Linked DNA regions of Sus scrofa: region 2 is linked to region 1. The links are chromatin contacts, called in public Hi-C maps. All regions are on one chromosome and are shown on one strand. The core of a region is the stretch at or near the end of the contact, and the rest is flanking DNA. Distances in the headings are between cores, read along the strand shown. Region 1 holds the start of SLC25A23 (solute carrier family 25 (mitochondrial carrier; phosphate carrier), member 23). Region 2 holds the start of ALKBH7 (alpha-ketoglutarate-dependent dioxygenase alkB homolog 7, mitochondrial).

What was found. Hi-C and Micro-C count contacts between places; a contact is called where the count stands out from the background.
Region 2: a contact with region 1 is called in a Hi-C map of skeletal muscle, with 4 times the contacts expected there. The contact joins the promoter of ALKBH7 here to the promoter of SLC25A23 in region 1. A contact is called at or near these places in 1 of 5 promoter capture datasets (liver) and 4 of 47 Hi-C or Micro-C datasets (liver and skeletal muscle).

What each region holds. Positions count from the first base shown.
Region 1 is chr2:72,621,265-72,628,422 of Sscrofa11.1, reverse strand. It overlaps SLC25A23 (solute carrier family 25 (mitochondrial carrier; phosphate carrier), member 23), which reads right to left and starts at 2,709. Exons shown (of 10, transcript NM_001246246.1): 1 at 2,554-2,709; 2 at 1,317-1,425; 3 at 663-750; 4 at 283-394. The coding sequence starts at 2,709. CRB3 (protein crumbs homolog 3) reads left to right here and starts at 5,157. Exons shown (of 5, transcript XM_003123115.4): 1 at 5,157-5,303; 2 at 5,534-5,709; 3 at 6,406-6,479. The coding sequence starts at 5,628.
Region 2 is chr2:72,701,647-72,708,432 of Sscrofa11.1, reverse strand. It overlaps ALKBH7 (alpha-ketoglutarate-dependent dioxygenase alkB homolog 7, mitochondrial), which reads left to right and starts at 4,509. Exons shown (of 3, transcript XM_013994719.2): 1 at 4,509-4,939; 2 at 5,846-5,970; 3 at 6,136-6,356. The coding sequence starts at 4,673. The coding sequence ends at 6,298. It overlaps ACER1 (alkaline ceramidase 1), which reads right to left and starts at 3,830. Exons shown (of 7, transcript XM_021083989.1): 1 at 3,700-3,830. It overlaps PSPN (persephin), which reads right to left. Exons shown (of 1, transcript XM_021083991.1): 1 at 6,459-6,786. The coding sequence ends at 6,593. It overlaps CLPP (ATP-dependent Clp protease proteolytic subunit, mitochondrial), which reads left to right. Exons shown (of 6, transcript XM_003480818.4): 6 at 716-1,070. The coding sequence ends at 888.

The DNA.
Region 1 (7,158 bases), core at 1,460-3,959:
AGGCCAGCCCCATCTGGTGAGCCTTTTGTTCCCTGCACCCCTATAGGTCCTGCAGTAAGTCTGAAGGGCTCAAATCAGCCAGAAGAAACCTCCCCAAATGGGTCCCCCAAGCCCCAGATGGCAGAAGAGGGGTGCAGAGCCTTGTCTCTCAGCCACTCCCAGTAGCTCCTCCTTCTAACGTCCTGACCCAGCCTTTCCCCCCCATTGCCCTGGGGAGACCAGGGCAAGTCCCCAGGGGAAGAGGGCCCGACCACCAGGCTGGGACAGCTGCCCCCACCTCACCGTGGAATGCTTCCAGAAATAAAGCACATCTTCTACGTTCTCCAGCGAATGCAACAGGAAGTGGTCACGCCATTCCTGCCAGTCAATGGTCATGGTGCCATCACGGTCTATGCTGGTGGGGAGGGGTATGGGTGGGATGGAATCAGTGCCTGGAGCCAGGGGTGAGCCAGGTGAGGTTCTAGTTGGTTCTGGGGGGAGACCAACTCCTCAGCCCTGGGGAGGTCCCCATTTTATAGAGGGGGAAACTAAGGCTCAGAGACGGGGAGCAACTGGCCCGAGATCCCAGCTCCACCCACCCTGGGATTGGGTCTGGGGCCCAGAGGCTCATGGTGACCGAGGGGTCTGAGTGACCTAGAATTCTGGACCCCCCATCTACTCACCTGTGCAGGATTTTTTCTGCCTGCTCCAGTGAGATGGAAATGCCCAGAGCTCGGAAACTCTGCTGGATCTCAGAGACATCAATATGACCTGGAGAGGGGACCCAAGGTGGGGAATGGTGTGAGTGGGGACCCTGAGATGGAGAAGCAGGACAGCTTGGAATGGGGACGGTCTCATAAGTCGAGGGGGTCCAGGAACCCAAGGTGAGGTTTGTGGCAGGGTTGTGTGTGGGGGGGTCCTTGACCCACTGGGATGAGAAAGGTGAAACTGGACACTGGGAGATCTTCTGTTTGATGAATGAATGAAGGACTGAATCCAGGGGTAATCCGCAGGAGATTGAGAAGCAATACTGGACACCCAGAAGCGGTGATAGGATATCTCTATCTCATAGGGAATCCAGGAGCAATATGGGGGGGAATCTCTGTCTCCCCCACAAAAAAATAAGACTAATAAATAAAAGAGGTCCCACCCCAGCAAGAAAAGGAGGTGAGATAGGCCGGCTGGGCCCCGAACTACCTAGCTGGGGGTGAGGAGAGCTCCCAAAATAGCCTGTGAGTCATCAGGAAGAAGCGGCCCTCCCCCCCTCCGCCCAGCGCTGCCAGTTCTAACCCCATTGGCTCCTCCGGGGCCCCCACAGCCCCATCCCTGGGCCTTACCATCCTGATTTCGGTCCAGACTATGGAACAGAAGCAGCAGGCGCTGTTCCCGCTCCTGCAGGTAGAGGATAAACTCCTCCAGGTCAAGGCCTCCATCTGGGGAGATGCCCTGGCAGAGGGGGAAGGGTCAGAAAGAGCTCCAGGAAGCTGCTTCCCCAATCTAGAGGGCACGTGCATGACCAGCTTATGCCCCAGGAACCCAGCTGCCTTGCCTCCCCCACCCCAGCCCTGCACCTAGAGGATTGGGGTGGGGAAATCACCCCCTCCCAAGATGCCCAAGGCCACAGTAGGTCTATGAGGTGGACAGTAATTGTCCAGTTTTCCTGGAGAGCAAAATGAGACTCTCCAAGGTCAAGTAACTTGTTCAAGGTTACAGAGCTGGGAAGAGGGTGGGTGGACTTGGGCTCTCATCTCTGAAAGCCTGTCCTTCCAGCTGTCTCATAAGAATGCATCCACATAGCAGTTCCAGGAGCTCCCCATTGGAGAGAGCTCTGGGTAATGTGGAACAATGACACATCGGCCAAGCTGAGCAGCCACAGGGCCTCTGTTTTTCCCATCTGTAAAGTGGGAAGTTGAATGGAGATCTCAAGATGCTATCTCTGGAGACAGTCCAGTGGCATCCGGGGCTCCAGTTGTGGAGGGGACACCTGAATGCGCTGGGGGTTGAGTTCCTGCTTTGATATGTGTATCCCCAGCTGAGGGGCGACCTCAGAGAGGATTGGGTCCCTGACTAGGACAGCCTGGGGCATCCAGCCAGGACCAGGAAAGGACCAGGAAAGGAATGTAAACATAAAGGCTGGGGCTGCTGCCTAGGAGGACAGTGGGTGCCCAGAGAAGGGAAGGAAGGTGGGGAGAGTGTGTCTACTGGAGGGGGGTGCAGGCCATGTCTTGGGCTGTGCAAAGAGTTCAGAGGAGGGTGTGTCCCGGGCAGTGGGCAGGAAAGCACACGTGGTCCCATTCCCTGGAGGTCATCCCCCACTCCGACGGAGGAGGCGGGCGAGTTTGGCAGCGGAACTGCAGGCCTGGGGCCTCAGTGGCCCTGTCTTGAGCGAGCCCGTTAAGCCCGGATACGGGCGGGCAGGGGGAAGGGACCGAGACACCCAAGCTGGTCACAGGTCCCGGAGTCCAGCCACAGGCGGTCCAGGGCGGCTCCCGGCGCTCCATTCAGGGGCTCGGGTTACCCGGCTCGGAATGGGCCCCAGCGCGGCGAGCCAGGAGAGGGTCCCAGAGGGGGTACCTGTTGGGCGCCACGGTCCGGGTCACCCGCTCCCAGCCGGGCCAGTCCCTGGCGCAACTCGTGGACATCCACGCGACCATCCTTGTTACTGTCCAGCTCCTCAAAGAGGCGACCCCAGCGCTGACGCCGCTCCGCATCGCCCGGGCCCCCCCGCATGGCGCCAGCCCGGGGGGAGGGGAGGCCCGGCAGCGGCGGCCTCAACGGGGGCTTGACGGCTCCCCCTCTCCCCCCCGGGACCCCGCAGGGCCAGCTCCGCGGCCACTGCTACCTCAGCCTCAGCTCTGCCTGCCGGGCTCCCGCACTTGTAGGAGGTGGTGACTGCTTGCTGTCGCCGCCTGCGCCAGAACTTGCGTCTCCTCCCCCGACCTGCATTTGGGGGAGGGGGCTGGGCGCGGAGCTGTTGCGGGGGGCGGGTGTCAGGGATGCTCTGGTGTTAGCACAGTTTAGGGAGCAACAGGGTTCATTCTGGGAAGGGAGGCTAGAGAGATCATTGATTTCAGATCTGGTTTCTGAGTTCCGCTCCTGCATGCCTCAGTTTACCCTCTGCCCAACGGGGCGAGGTAGGGAGATGTCAGGGAGTGGGTTACGTAATCCTTTTCCACTTGACCTCTCTCCTCTACTAATCCTCTTCTGGAACGAACGTTCTCGCTTTTCCTAGACGTACTCAAGAACCAACTCTGCCCCATCTAGCCCTCCGTCGGCCCGCCGGCTCATTTCACATTCCCCACCCGGCCACAGAAGCCGAAGCCTTGCTCTCCCTCTGTGTTTTCATCTCGACCGCGCGCCTCCTTTCTCGGTCCCACTCAGGCCGGGAAACGGAAGATCAACGCGCGGCGCGGCTGCGGAGTCGGTTTCCTATTGGCCAGAGCGCAGAAGCTGCGCCCGCCTGTCCCGCCTTGCCCACCCATCTAGGCGGGGCCTCCCCTCTGACCCTGGGCTGCCTTGGGCCCCACCGCCCCCGACTCGCCCAAAAGTCTTAAAGGGGCCTTGGCCGGACACCAAGCAGTCTGCTTTCTCCCGACTCTCCTGGTGCAGATCTCAGAGTCCTAGGAGTAGCTGGGGATGAAGACCTTATAGCCGAGCGATGGAGGCGGGGCACCGGTCTGTCGCGCTCGCTGCACCTGCCGAATGTCCCTCCCACTAGTTTCGGGCGCAGTTTCTCGATTCACCATTAGGGGGAGGGGCGCCCAGACCTTTTGAAGGCGAATAATTACAACAATAGCTAACACTGATTCAGTGCGTTGCACAAGCCAGGCCTTTTACTCACTTCTCGAGTCGTCTTCGTCAAATCCCTATAAAGTAGGTGGGTCTGTTTTTCCCAGTACACAGATAAAGAAACAGGAGGGTAAGCCAGTCGCCCCAGTCCACATGATCAGTAAGGGGCAAGGCAGAGCTTTAAGCCGACCTGAGATTTTTACCCATCAATACTCTGTATCCTAGAAGGGATTAATTTTTCCTTAACCATCACTCTTCACTCCAGAGTCCCTAGAAGGGGGTCGTCTTATCACCACCCTTCTTTATCCCAAGATATATGGCCAGTGAGGGTACATATGGTTCCACTAAGCTTCTGCCCAGACAGGTGTGCTCAAACAGGTGTGTCCAAGACAAGCCTTTTATAGAGAGTCCCCTCAGAGATGTTTTTATTCACAGGTGGTTCTTGGAAGGTGCCCTACAATCCGGGGGATACTGATATTTTCCCACGAAGATGCCCTAAACAAGTGTTTTCTCACAGGTACATCCCTGACAGGTAGACGTTAATGCACACGCCCCCCCCACCTTGTGCTTCAGTGAGTGTTCCTCATGCAGACATTCTCAGCTCTTCATCTCAGTCGAGCTCAGTTTTACCCAGCTTCCCCTCATGCAAGTCTCTTTCCTTCACCTCACAGGTATGTTTCTCAACAGGTGTTACACCACCCAGGTATGCATTATATGGCCTACCCTACCACTGATGTGTTCTGTTTAAGTATTCACCCATATGGGGCTTTCCATTGATCTGGGTCCCCTGAAGGTGTACTTAAATGCAGGTGTGTCTCATACAGGTGTCTCTAACATCTTTTCACACAGAAATTTCTCATGCAAGTCTTGTTCATTTCATAGGTGAGCCACCCAGAGGTGTTCTCCAAGCAGATGTAACCGGTGCCAAAGTGCCTCAGCCAGGTGTTTGTTATAATGCAAGTGTGTTCTATACAGCTATTTTCCACACAGCTATGCTTCCATTCAGCTATACTCCAAATAGATAGGATTCAAAGCAGAAGTCTCCAATAGACATTCTTACACATCCGTGCAGATGTTTTCTATACACGTTCACTCCCATGCAGGTGTGTCCCACACAGGTGTTTTTTTCATTAGAGGCCCCCTATCCCGGTCTGTCCCAGACAGGAGTGTCTCCAAGTCTCAGGTGTCTCCACATCTGGATGCTTCTACAGAGGTGCCCTCAGTGCAGGTGGTGGGAGGCCTCTTTTGCACCTGCGCCCTTCCGCCCCTAGTTACTCCCTCCGAATAATAGGATTGGGTTCCCGTTACAGGTGCGTCCGTGGCGCGGCCCCGCCCCTGCTTGGCTCCGCCCTCTCATCTAGGCTCAGGTGCATAAGCCGGAAGTGCGCTCCCCTCCCAGGTAAGTGACTAAACTTTCCGGGTCACGTGAGCGGGCGGAGCTGGAAGAGTCCGACCGAGCACTGACCGACGCACTGAGGGTTCGAGAGAGGGACCGGGACCAGGAACTTGAGTGAGGTTGAAGACGCTCGGGCCAGGTAGGGAGGCAAGTCGCTAGGCTTGGCCTGCCGCCCTTTCCCCCTTTCCTCTCCCCTTTTCCCAGCCCCTGGAACGCGCCGCCGCGAGTTAATCTTTAATCTCTGACCTCTGGCGACGGGGGCGGGGCGGGGCTCCCGGGTGCACGGCGCGGGTCGCCCCTCCCATGGGCCTGCGCCCGGGTCTGGCCCCCTCCCCCACGCCCCGGCCTTTCTCCTTCTTTTGCTCCCAGGTGAGGGGTCGAAGGTATCCCCGGCCGGAGATGCGGTAGGAGTGGTGTGCGCGACAAGCCCCGTCCCTGGTGCCACCAGCTCGTTGCCCGGCCCATGGCGAGCCCCGGTCTGGGGCTGCTCCTGGCGCTCGGCCTGCCGCTGCTGCTGGCCCGCTGGGGCCGGGTCTGGGGGCAAAGTAGGTACCAGCTGGGGTTGCTGGGCTCTGGGGTTAGAAGCGCTGGGTTCCTGGGTCCCTGAGATGTCAGGAACCCAGGAGCTGACACAGAATGCCTTGGGGGGCAGGATTCTACAGGGTCAGGGCTGAGGGGTTAGAATTTCTGAGTTCTTCCTTGGATGGTTAGAGCTGGCCTAGGAGAATTCCTGAGTTGGGCGGAATGGTGAGCTGGGGGAAGAGGCCTGCATGCCTGAGTCTCAGTATGGTTGAAGAGTTTGGGGGACTTGGGAGTCAGGAGGAGGCCTGCCTGGGGCTCCAAGCCCAGGTTGACCATAGGTGTGGACCCTGCCTTTCAGTGAGCCCTCTAGTCCAGTTTCGGGAGCCTTGGGGGAGGTGTGAGTCAGACACTCCAGGGAAAGGCAGGATCCGCCCAGATCCTTAAGGGCAGAGGGAGGGCCGGAGAGGTGGGGTTGGGCTTCCGGACACCATCCATTACAATAGCCCCCAACTCCATGCTAACTGCAAACTTGTTAGCTGATTACTTACTGCTGGTTTGGGGGTGGCCCCTGTGTGGAGGGTACTGACCTAATGGAAGACGCAGAAGTGCAGAGGTCTGATGAGGGGATGCCCAAGGAAGATGCAGACGTCTCAAGATGGAAAGGGTAGATGGAGATTCATTCATCTTCTCTACCCTTTCTCCTCCCTCCCTTCCCACAGCATCAGTCTCCCCTGCAAATGCAAGCAGCTCCTTTACACCCTCCGCCGCCGGCTCTGGCTCCAGTGGGGGCCTGGTGAGTTGGGGTGTACGTGCAGAAGGGCGGCAGGGATGTGTTATTCAGGAGTCCCTCTCTAGCAGGTGGAGGGGCCTAGACTCCCGGAGGTAGCTGGTTAAGTTTTTGTGGAGGAGGGCATTGGAGGACCCTAAGTGGGAGAGACCAGATTCCAGCATGGCAAATGGAGAGGCCAAGAATCCCAGGAAGGGGTGGACAGGAATACCGTACACGGGGACTTCCCACTCTGGCATAGCGGGTTAAGGATCCAACTGCAGCAGCTTGGGTCACTGCTGAGGCCTGGGTTCAATCCCTGGCCCAGTGCAGTGGGTTAAGGATTGGATGTTGCTGCAGCTGTGGCTTGTATTGGATCCCTAGCCCAGGAATTTCAATGTACCTCGGGTGCAGCCATTAAAAAAAAGAGAGAATATCATACATAGCAAGAGTGGGGAGTCAGGAGCCTCATATGCCTCTCATGCAGGGGGTAGGGGGGAGCTAGGAACTAGATGTGGCAGGTGCTTCGGGTGGACCCCAGACATGGCAGATGGGGGAGTCCAGGACCAGATGTGATTGATGGAGATCAGGAATCCTGATAGAGGAACCCCATCAGCAAAAGTGGCAGGTGTGGGGGGAAGGGATTAGGGTTCCCCAGCTGATTCTCAGGTGGGGGTGGACAGGAGACCCAGGTTCAGGTGGGTCA
Region 2 (6,786 bases), core at 3,260-5,759, 78 kb before region 1:
CCTAAAAAGCAAAAAAAAAAAAAAAAAGAAGAAAAACACAGCACTGTGTGCTAAAAGAAGTGAATGCGCTAAGGGTCTGTATTTAAAGGGCAAAGACTGGCATAACTAACCTGTGCTGTTTTAGGCCACTGTTAGGGTTGTGGTTACTCCTTGGCAGGGGGTCAGTGATTAGAAGTAGCACCAGTGAGGTTTGGGGGGCTGATTGGAGTGCTGGCCACGTGGGTGTGTTCACTCTGAAAATCAGCAGTGCCCACTTATTCGATCCATGTGCTTTCCTGGATGGACATTCACATATCAACAAAGTTTTTTAAAAAACTGAAATAGGGAATTCCTGTTGTGGCTCAGAGAGGGTTAAGAAACTTACTAGTACCCATGGGAATGCGGGTTTGATCCCTGGCTCCAATCAGTGGATTAAGGATCCAGCATTGCCATGAGTTGCAGAATACGTCGCAGAGACGGCTCGGATCTGGCGTTGCTGTGGCTATGGTGTAGGCCGGCACCTGCAGCTCCGATTTGACCCCAGGGGGATACTCCATATCCTACAGGTGCTTCTCTTAAAAAAAAAAAAAAAAAAAAAAAATTAAAGCAGGTATTTTACTCATGGGAAAACTGAGGCACAGGGAGGGGAAGGCCAGGGTCACACAGGGAGGAAGGGGGTAGATCAGGAACCGGAATGTAACCCCAGACCTTAATCACTACCTTGCTTCCCTTGCAGAGTCGGCCATGGAGAGGGACCGCTACATGAGCCCCATGGAGGCCCAGGAGTTTGGCATCTTAGACAAAGTCCTGGTCCACCCTCCCCAGGATGGTGAGGACGAGCCTGAGCTGGTGCAGAAGGAGCCCGCGGCCGCGGCAACCACAGCAGAACCTGCCCCAGCAAGCACCTGAGAGCCAGCCCTCACCCTCACCCTCACCCTCCGGAGGAAGGCGGGGGGCAGCCCTCCCCATCTCTTGGCCCTGAGCCTGGAGGGGCCCCTTGAGGAACTCTGGATTTGGGAGTGCCCCTCAAGGTGGCATCCCCAGCTGAGACACTGTGACTTTAAATTAAATCTTTGTAGCCTTTGCTCCTGCCTGTGGCGCCTTCCCTCCTTCCGTCCTCCACCTTGGCACATGTGTGCCCTTCAGGCAGCCTCTGCTTTCACCCTGACCTTCAGCTGCCTAGCTTCAGCAGATCTACTGCACATACACGGCATTCCAGGCACTGCTCCAGAGGCCACAACTTATTGTCAAGAAAACACAAAAATCCCTGTCCTGAAGAAACTTGCATTCTTGTGGGCATAGAGAGTTTTTTTTTTTTTTTTTTTTTAAAAAAAAGAAAATCAGGGAAATTGTGTGTGTGTGTGAGTGAGAGAGAGAGAGAGAGAGAGAGAGAGAGACAGTTTTAGGGGTAGCCTGCGAAGGCCTTGCTGATAAAGTGACATTTAAGCAAAGACCCTAAGGATGTGGGGTGGGGTGTTGGGGGGGGATAGCTTGCTGTCTTGGGATCCAGCAGTCCAGGCAGAGGGCATAGCACATGCAAAGTCCCTGGGACAGTACTGTGGCTGGCATGCAGGTGGAGTGAGTGAGGGGGAGAGTGGAGGAGATGCGAGCAGGAAGGGGAGAAGCACAGATCAAAAAAGGCCTGGTAGGTCTTAGCAAGGAGGGAGATGCCCCACGGGGATTTAAGAAGAACAAAAGAGGATGCACAGAATTGTGGGTGGAGTACAGCAAGCGCAGAAACCTGGAGACCAGCCAGAAGATCTGGAATAATCCAGAGGAAGGCTGGTGGCCCCAGCTATGCGGTGAGACAGGTCAGATTCCAGCCAGGTTTTCTTTTCTTTTTAGGGCTGAACCTGTAGCATAATGGAAGTTCCCAAGCTAGAGGTTCCATTGGCACTATAGCTGCTGGCCTACGCCACAGCCACAGCCATGCCAGATCTGAACCTTGTTTGAGACATAAACCATAGTTCATAGCAACGCCAGATCTTTAATCCACTGAGTGAAGCTGGGATCGAACCCACATTCTCGTGGATACTAGTTGGATTCGCTACCACTGAGCCACGAAGGGAACTCCCGGCCAGGTTTTAAAGGCAGGGCTGACAGGCATAGTATGAGATTTGAGAGAGAAAGTAATCTCCAAAAACTACAAGGCCCAAGGCAGCTAGAAAGATGAGATATTTTTCCCTGATGAAACCAGGAGAGCTAGAAGGAGAGGCAGGATGGGCCAAGAGCAGGGGTTGATGTCTGATGAGCCTCAGACATCCCAGGGGATGGGTAAGTCTGGGGTCAGGGTTGGGAATAAAAATGCAGGAGGCTCTGGCATTTGGCACAGTGATCACTAGTGGCGCTAAATATCAATTCAGTGCTGCAGGGGCCAGAAGCCAGATTGGAGTGGACCCAGAGAGACGGGGTGGGAAAATATCGGAGCTGGACAAATCTTTCGAGGAATTTTGCTGTCGAGGAGAGCAGAAAACATGGGTCTGTCTTTGAAGAGTACTGAGGTCAATGTTTTGTTTTTTTTAAATTCAGAGGACTTTTTAATTTGGCTTCATTCATTGGTTACATTTGGCTGAACTTTGCATTCCACACAACTTAAAATACACACAAAAGCAGAGAAACTAGGATAATGAGTCTCAAGTACCCATTGCACCAAGTCAACAATGACCAGCTCAAGGCTGATTGTGATTCTTCGATCCCCTCCGGCCCCCAGCCCTGGATTGCTTTGAAGCAAATCCCAGCTTTTCATTTCATCTATTTCAGTATGTATTTCTGAAGGATAAGGAATATTTATTTCTCAAAAAACTGAAAACAGAACTACCACAACTACCACATGACCCAGCAATTCCACTCCTGGGTATATACCCACAACAAAAACACTAATTAGAAAAGATACATGCACCCCTATATTCACAGTAGCATTATTTACAACAGCCGAGATATGGAAGCAGTCTAAGTTTCCAGTGTCCATCAACAGACAAATACATAAAGACGTGGTGTATATATAATGGAATACTACTTAGCCGCTAAAAAGAATGAAATTTTGTCATTTTCAGCAACATTGATGGACTTGGAGGGCATTATGCAAAGTGAATTAAGTCAGAGAGACAAATACTGTATGATATCACTTCCATGTGGAATCTAAAATATACAACAAACTAGAGAATAAAACAAAAAAGAAACTGACTTAAAGAGAACAAACTAGTGGTTACCAGTGGGGAGGAGGAGGGGGGTGGGGCAAGACAGGGGAGGGAGAAAAGGGGGTTATTATGGGATTATGTAAAATCATGTGTGTGTGTGTGAAAATTTGGAAATTGTAAAGCACTACAGAATTTAAAGAATCTTTCAGGAGTTCCCAGTCATGGCTCAGTGGAATCTGAGTAGCATCCATGAGGACAAAGGTTCAATCTCTGACCTTGCACAGTGGGTTAAGGATCGACATTGATGAGCTGTGGTGTAAGTCGAAGATACAGCTCAGACCCCACGTTGCTGTGGCTGTGCTTGTGGTGTAGGCCAGCAGCTACAGCTCGAATTCAACCCCTAGTCTGGGAACCTCCATATGCCGCGGGTGCCCCCGCTAAAAAGATAAATAAATAAATAAGCAAACAAACAATAAAGAATCTTTCATTCAAAAAAAGTTAATTGCAAATAAGTAAATAAAAGGAATTTTTAAAATGACAACCACAATACCATTTTCAAGCCTAAAAAAGGAAAAATACTTACCACGGGTGAATATTCAGCCAATGTCCAAATTTCCCCCGTTGTCTATTTTTTAGTTTGTTCCAATCAGAATCAAACTAAGGTCCATACATCACCACTGGTGGATAGATCTCTAAGTGTCCTGTAACTGCAGGTTTCCCGTTAATTTCTCAATCTCTCCCTATTTTTCTTCTCTTTCCTTGAAATTCACTTGTTGGAGAAGCAGGGTCCTTTGTCCTGTGGACTTTCCCACTTTCTGGTTTTTGTTGATTGGGTCCTGTCCTTGATATTTCCAGTGTATGAATCTAGACAAGTGTGATGGGATTCAGGTTCTGCTTTTTGGCAAGTGATCTGCCAGCAGGAGGCACATTAAATCCAGTTCCCCTCTTTTCAAGATGTTAGGAGCTGTTTGGTCTCTGTCTATATCCACCAATAGTCCAATAGGGCTGCAAAATGGTGTCATGCCAATTCTGTCACTGAAGGAAGGGGATTTTTTGTTTATATCCTGCTTTTAAGATGGGAGCCAGCCCGTATGCGGGTGGGAATGACCCAGTAGAGAGGGGGTAACGGGACGTGCTTCGTTTTGACTTTTGGCTGAAACCCCTAACTCCACAAATCTGGCCCCAGCCCATAATCATAGGCTGGAGGTCATTCCCCTGACCCCTACATCTCAGCCCGACTGTACTCTACCCGCATCCTCCAGACCTGGCCGACTTCATAGCCTCGGCCCAATCCTTCTATGACCCCTGACCTCTGACCCCAAGCCAGATCTCGCCTTTGCCCCTTTCCCCCTCCCCGCCTCCGCCCCCTGAAGGACGGACAGCCAGTAGTCTGAGTTACAGCGGTCGATGGCGTCCAATAGGGCAGGAGAGGAGACGGGTTCTGGGGAGAGCCAACAGTTTGGGACGCCCAGCCGAGTAATAACCAGTAGCCTTGAGCGAGAGGCGGGACTCTAAGGGAAACCAATCACTGGAGGGACTCCAAGCAGCCACAGCCAATGGTTCTGGGGCTAGGGCGTGGCCCTGACCCCCCGCCGCTTCCAAGATCCGGCTACGGAACTATGGCAGGGGGCGGGCAGCTGGCGCTGCGAACGCTGTCTGGACACGGTTGGGTGAGGGGCTCGGGTCCGGCTCTCCTTAGCCGCCTGCGGGACGCCGCTGTGGTGCGGCCCGGCTTCCTGAGCGCGGCCGAAGAGGAGACACTGAGCCGCGAGTTGGAACCTGAGCTACGCCGTCGCCGATACGAATACGACCACTGGGACGCGGTGAGGCTGGCGGCGCTGGGGGGCCGGACTGCGGAGCTACGGAGGGGCGGAGCCTGGGGCGTTATGGGTGGGAAGAGTGGAGCGCTGGATGTTCAGGGCTACTGTTGTGGGCGGGACCTGGGGTGGGGGGCGGAGTCTTGAAGCTTGGAGGGGTTTAGGGGCACCTAAACAGTTTTGGAAAATGACAGCAAGGGCCAGAACTAAAGGCAGAACCTGGAACTAGGGGGTGTTTGGAGGACAGAACCAAAGTTAGGGACGGGGACGGGTGTGGAGCGAGATGATGGAAAGTCAGGGGCTGGGGTTGAAGACCAGGGAACTGGTGTTGGGTAGGATCAAACTGTGAATATCGGGGACTGGCCAGCAATGGGGCCGGGATCTGGGACTGAATTGAAGCCTCAGGGTGGATAGAAAGGACTGAGGCCAGCTAGATGGGGCAGGGGTTGGGTTTTGAGACCCAGGATCATCAGGTTGATAGGGTCAAGGTTGTGAATTGAGGGTGGGGTCAAGTGTTCTGCTGGGAAAACCAGCCCTTTGCTTTGTACTTCCACCAGCTTTTTCCTTCCCACCCCCAGCCCCAAACCCATACTTCAGTTTCCCTGTTCTCCCTGGAAGCTTCCAGCCTTGACTTTAGCTCTCTGGGCAGGCCATCCATGGCTTCCGAGAGACTGAGAAGTCACGCTGGTCAGAGGCAAGCAGGGTCATCCTGCAGCGTGTGCAGGCGGCCGCTTTTGGCCCTGGCCAGAGCCTGCTCTCCTCAGTGCACGTGCTGGACCTGGAACCTCGGGGCTACATCAAGCCACACGTAGACAGCATCAAGGTGGGCAGAGACCCGTGCCTTAGAGCTCCCAGCTGGGCGTGAGCCGGCCAAGCCAAAGATTGACTTACCCTCCATGTTCCCTCTTCCAGTTCTGCGGATCCACCATTGCCGGCCTGTCCCTGCTGTCTCCCAGTGTCATGCGGCTGGTGCACACTCAGGAGCCAGGGGAGTGGCTGGAACTCCTGCTGGAGCCAGGCTCCCTCTACATTCTTAGGTACCGGCACCCAAGGAGCCCCCACCCTACCAGTAACTCCTGAGACACCCACCCAGCACTTTTGGTCATTCAGCCCTCACAGCAAACTCCACCCCCTATTGGCAGGCACTCTGCCTGGACTAGGGGCTGCCACCAGCCCACCCACCATACTGTTTTGTCTTGCAGGGACTCGGCCCGTTACGACTTCTCCCATGAGATCCTTCGGGATGAAGAATCCTTTTTTGGAGAGCGTCGGATTCCCCGAGGCCGACGCATCTCAGTGATCTGCCGCTCCCTCCCTGAGGGTATGGGATCAGGGGAGCCCCGGCAGCCACCCCCAGCCTGCTGACCTTCTCGAAGCTTCATAAGACACCTGTGTTTAGTGGATAAAGTTGGAGAATGGACAAGCTGGCCTTCCTGCCTGTTGGTGGGGGGCTGGAGTTGCAGGGGAAGCCCAGGACCCCACCACACCCACCAGGAGCTCCCCCAGCTCAACACATAGTCATGGGGCCAGAGGAGCAGTTTCCTTTATTGTGCCCCTTGCTGGCAGCCCCAGCCCACCTCCCCTTCTCTTCTCAGCATCCAAGTCTCCAATAATAAGCAGAGCTCCTCCAGTGGGTGCAGGGCCCCAGGCCCGGCATCTTTAGTCGCTGCAGGCACAGGCTGCTGCGGAGAGCTGGGGCAGCCGCTGCCAGCGGTGTCGGTCATCGAGGAAGGCCACGTCGGCATAGCGGGTGGGCCGGCAGCAGGGCCCACCATGGGCTCGGCCCTGGCCCCGAAGCCGGGCCAATGTCAGGCCATGCTGGGTGCGGGCACCGCGGGGACAGCTGCCAGCGC